2 separate regions of the Gossypium raimondii genome follow, and region 1 is linked to region 2. A link is a contact called in public Hi-C data. All regions are on one chromosome and are shown on one strand. The core of a region is the stretch at or near the end of the contact, and the rest is flanking DNA. Distances in the headings are between cores, read along the strand shown.

Region 1 (2,700 bases), core at 33-2,532, 120 kb before region 2:
ATCACCTATAGTGTTCCATTTTCCGTTACAGCAGAGTTGACTGCTGACTCTGGTGGTGGTCAAGGTTCATATTTCATTTATCTTCTATAGCTTCTGCTTTCTTCAGTTGCAGAACTTAGAAAATTGTAACAATTTGTATGTTCGTGCAGGATTGGCAATTGGAGTTTTGAACCTTGCAATTGTTATTCCACAGGTATACAAATTGATTGATTGTCGTATTTAATTTAGCTGCCATTATTGCCGAAGGTTTCTTACTACTTCCGAAGATTGGTTTTTCTTTCCATAGCTCATAGTGTACCCAATTTGAGTTCCAAATATCTAAGTATTTTAGGTGCCTTGTATTTTGATTATCTTTTAAGCATAGAAAATTATTTTTTTATTGTGTTGTAAATTGAATGGAAAAATGGTACCCTTGGTGCTTTCACAATTTAGTTGGATCTGATTTCTAATGTATAAATGGTTTCTTCAGATGATTGTATCTCTGGGAGCTGGTCCATGGGATGCTCTATTTGGTGGAGGAAATATACCAGCCTTTATTTTGGCTTCATTCTGTGCTCTGGCTGCGGGGATTATTGCAACTCTGAGGCTGCCTGATCTGGCAAGTTCCTTCAAGTCATCTGGTTTTCATTTTGGCTAAGGAACAAAATGGCCTTAATAACGCAACAAGCCCTCTGTATAAGATGTTCGGCAACGGTGGTCATCACAAGATGGCTACCATCATTACTATGCATAATTTTCACACTAAAAGATATGCATAATACATAATCCAAATTCATTCATTTTTTCCCCGTTGCGGGTATGTGTACTATGTGTAGAGTGTAAATTGGCAGTCACTATATTGAAAAGGATATACACATTCACAGCATGATTAGTGTCTTATTTACTTTGAAAACTCTACTTGTAGCATTTCTCATATTATAAAGATCAATTCCCTTTTTCTCATTGCCATGGTCATTTTCTAGTTTATCATGGAGCAGTAGCTGCTAAAATGTTTATAGGCTCCCATTAACATCAAGCATTAGGCATTGATGATTTGTACGATTTAGCAGCAATTATATTAAAGCTTGTTTGGTACTGTGCCTGGTGTTCCCGCATTCTTGACCGCTTCTCTGTTGAGCATCCATTTGCTTTGGAGTTTAGATTTAGCGCTTCTTTCTGTGTAATGTGGGCAGCAGCAGCTATTTTGGGCTAGGCTTTTCTGGATGGCATGTGATGGTGTGCAGACTGATTGCTACCTTGCACAAACTCTGCTTGGTTTTGTTAAGGTGGAAAGTGTAGCGCACGTTGAAATATTTGGGCTGCATTGGGATAAAGAGCATAAACCTTATTCGGTGATGTCCATTCTCCATCACTCATGCTGGTGCAAAATCTTAAACCGTACGGTTTGTGATTGGCGAAGTCTCATAAAATTGCCATGTGAATGCTGAAATCCTTGTCCCTGCCTCTCTTTCGATAGCATTCTCTGAAAAAAGAACTATTCCCTATTCCCAAACGAAAAGCTTCCCGACCTTTTTTAAATTTAACAAACCAACTACACTTTCATTCTTGTTGTTGTTTGTTGAGGTGAAAGCATTCCTCAGTAACGAAGTTGGTTAATTTCAGCCTAGCTTGACTCGGTGAATACTGAATATTGCAATTGATTTAAGAGAAATTGTATGAAACAGATATGCCATATCAGCATATACCTTTAGCCAAGCTCTGTAATCAACATTTTAAGTTTTTCCAGAAAGAAAATGTAGTATTGTCAACGCAATAATTCATTTTATTAGCTTTAGAAATAAAAATCGATTCTACTCTAAGATGTATAAACTCGAATATCTGCGGTTCTTTTTATTCAACATAGAACACCATTTACTTATGATGAAAAACATTTCATTATTATGATCTTGAATTCGAATTCATGCGAATTCATGGGTAACGAGGTGTTTTTGACCATTTTTCAATACTTAGAATTTTGTATTTTGTTGTTACGGATATAGCTCTTGAGTTCATGTCATTTTATGATTCATTGAAATTTCTACAGCTCGCCTAAATATATTTTTAAACATCTACAAATCTTAAACCATTTCAATCATTTGTAAAGTTTTTACGACTCAATTAACCAAATGTTTTTTTTCATAATACATGAATTAATATTACGAAAGTTGTCTAGCCAATGTTGTGTTATTATTGTGTTTAGCAAATGATGATAGTAAAATTTTAAGTGTTTTTATAGCCAAAGTCATTATAATCGTTATAATTGTTGAATATGTTCTACGCACAATATAAAGAAGTTGTGTTATTATGTATGGTTGTCATTGTAATAAAGTTAGTGTTACTTTTGTTAGATTATTTCTTACTAAGAATTGTTGAAATTGCTAGAATTATTATGATATTATTGTTTTTGTTGAATATGTTCTACGATGGTACGAAAAAGATCTATTTTTATATATGGTTGCCATTGCAGCAAGTTGGTATTAATTTTATTGGATTCTTTTTATTAAAAATTGTTGAAATCGACGTTAAAATTATTATGTTAGTATTTTGTTACATTTGTTGAATATGCTCTACATATGTTATTAGCAACTTCTATTTTTATTCATGGTTGCCATTAAAGTAAGCTAGTATTAATTTTATTGAATTCTCTTTTATTAAGAATTATTGAAATCGTTAAAGTTGTTTGTAATGTTCAAATTTTAATATTTGATAGCCTTAATTGAG
Region 2 (2,700 bases), core at 127-2,626:
AAAAAAAAAGGAAACTTGGCTACACTTCAAACGAAGTCCACAGCTCAATAAGGTTAAAAATATACATATATATCAAACAAGACATGGGTAGCAACAGTAAAGAGATTTTTGAAGTGATAGAGGTACCGTTGTTGGTTAGGTTATAACCATATATCGAATGGTGAAAGTTGGATGAGGGGCGTAATAAGACCGACTGGCACCCTTAATCCATATGATAATGTAAGCATCCATGTTTAATCAGATATCCTGATTTTGTTTAGGAAGTTCATAGACCGAATTCAAACTCTGGGTTTTTTTTTTTTTCTTTTGAGATCATGTATCAATTATTAAGTGAGAAGGTGGAGTGATATTAGTGAAGTTAAGAAAGGGAAGACGAGGATAGGACATGAAACGAGTGAGTGCATGAGGCAAGAAAGGAAAGCATTGATTGAGATAGAGATGGACAGATGGGGCTCAAAGACAAAACAGACCAGCTCTTCTTGGGTCCTTAAAACAGGAGTTTTTGTTTCGGCTTTTCAATCTTACATTTTTTTTTACAAAAGATGATGGAAAAAAGAAAGAAATAAACTTAAAAATTAAAGAAGTTTGAAATGGATACGCATTCAAATACAGAGGACTGAAACTGATAAAAGGATAATGGATGGGAAAGAGGTCTAATGCACGATACCTGTTGGTGGTTAGGTGGTAGTCCCTGCCCTGCCCCCCCTTTTGGACCCATTCCCTAGATTCCTTCTCTCTCTTTCTCTCATTGTAAATCCCCCTCACTTTACACCCCAAAACATATCTAATCATCCATGACTGATCCAACTCATTTCTCTTTTCTCTTAAGCAACTCTTATTCTCTTCACACACCCATTACACCATAAAATATCACAATTTTCTCTTTCTAAGAAACCCTAAACTCTTTTTCACCCATATGAACACTTTGCTTTTCTTCTTAATTAATTTGTTTAAACAAAAACAAAATCAAATTTGGTTAGGCCTATTTTATGTATATTATATTATTTTTCCTCTTTCTAAGTCACCCAGTTCACATTATTAAAACATGAATACGCCATTGTCTCTTAAGTGGTAGAGAAAAAAAGACTAATACAATGAAAATGACCTCAAATAATTGGAGTTAGGATGGTATTGGAATCACTCTTTGATAATGTTTTCGGAGGCATCACATTACTATTACCAGGTTTAGTTCCCATTTAATTTTCTAACTATGCCTTCTTTTTCTTTTCTCACTTTTGTCCTAAACAAGCAAATGCGTGTTTCAAAATTTGTTGCTATTTTTTTTAAACCACTTCTTACGAAATTTTGTTTACTGTTTTTTTTTTTTTTTTAAATGACATCTTTTCCCTCTGCGATAGCAAAAGCAAAGTCCTATTTATAAAAATAAAATAAAATTAAAAACATATTCCTTAATCAAATAAATCCATCCTGATATAAGGGGAAGCAGAACTGTATTCATCATTCATGCATATCTCTCTCTCCCCTCTCAGAAAATATATTATACAAGAAAGATAGCTTTTTTGCAAGTAGTTGATAAGGTATATAAGCTATCCCCTTTTAACAAATCACTGCATCACCTTCCAATTCAAGAAATTCCAATTTTCCTTATTATTTCATAATCAAATCTATCTTCTGCTTTTCTCACATTAAACTTTGTGTCCAATCCTAGCCGAGGATCTGCTGCATAGCCTTCTTTCCTCGAACAACAGCATGACAGTCATCAGATGATGAACATAGAGTTTTGTTAGTAGTAGTAGAGGCTTATTAAGACCCTGACTGCTGTGCTGGGTCATGTCTTGCAATGGGATGGCTTTTTTCCCAGCAAATTTCATGCTCCAATCTCCTCATGAAGAAGATCATCAACCCTCAACTTCTATCAATCAAATGCTTCCTTCTTGCCCGCCCCAAGACTTCCACGGTATTTTTTTTTATATCTATCTATCTCTACTGAATAGAAAAAAATAAGGGTTTAGCAGTTTATATATGAAAAGTATATATGATTGAAGATTTTGATTTTTCCTTTTAGGTGTGGCATCATTTCTTGGGAAGAGATCAATGTCATTTTCAGGGATAGATGTGTGCGAAGAAGCAAATGGGGAGGATGATTTATCAGATGATGGTTCACAGGCAGGAGAAAAGAAGAGGAGACTTAACATGGAACAGGTTAAGACTCTTGAGAAGAACTTTGAGTTGGGTAATAAGCTTGAACCTGAGAGAAAAATGCAGCTGGCTCGGGCTCTTGGTTTGCAACCAAGGCAGATTGCTATTTGGTTTCAAAACAGAAGAGCTAGATGGAAAACCAAGCAGCTTGAAAAAGACTATGATCTCCTTAAGAGACAGTACGAAGCAATCAAAGCAGATAATGATGCACTCCAAACTCAGAACCAAAAGCTGCATGCTGAGGTAATAATCTTAACTAAATATACATACGTCTTCATTCACCTTTCTGTTTTTATTTTTTCTTTATCATGTCGTCCTTGCTTTATGTTAAGAAACGCTTTAAAGTTTCTATTTCATCAAACGAGTATACAGTTGAATAATTGAGTTTGAAGACTATGATCTATTATGATCATGCTTTATTGACTTTCTAGGGTGTCATGATTTTTAGAACCTTATTTCTGCCAGTACTTTCCTGAACAAAACCTGTTTTCTTGTCACATGTTTACTATACTTTATGATGGGCTGATTAATCATGGTTTT

The links. Hi-C and Micro-C count contacts between places; a contact is called where the count stands out from the background.
Region 1: a contact with region 2 is called in a Hi-C map of leaf, with 2.7 times the contacts expected there. The contact joins the enhancer-like site here to the promoter of LOC105794177 in region 2. A contact is called at or near these places in 2 of 2 Hi-C or Micro-C datasets (both in leaf).

The regions. Positions count from the first base shown.
Region 1 is chr3:36,318,848-36,321,547 of ASM2569854v1, reverse strand. LOC105794178 (sucrose transport protein SUC3) reads left to right here. Exons shown (of 13, transcript XM_052628305.1): 11 at 1-64; 12 at 150-193; 13 at 470-942. The coding sequence ends at 637. Among protein-coding and RNA genes, the nearest start is that of LOC105794178, 6.2 kb to the left of the region's middle. Within about 2 kb of position 1,282, the one cell type or tissue checked has open chromatin away from gene starts, as enhancers often do. A contact at or near this core is called in leaf, where this site is marked.
Region 2 is chr3:36,202,440-36,205,139 of ASM2569854v1, reverse strand. It overlaps LOC105794177 (homeobox-leucine zipper protein ATHB-13), which reads left to right and starts at 1,376. Exons shown (of 4, transcript XM_012623214.2): 1 at 1,376-1,538; 2 at 1,670-1,918; 3 at 2,027-2,403. The coding sequence starts at 1,792.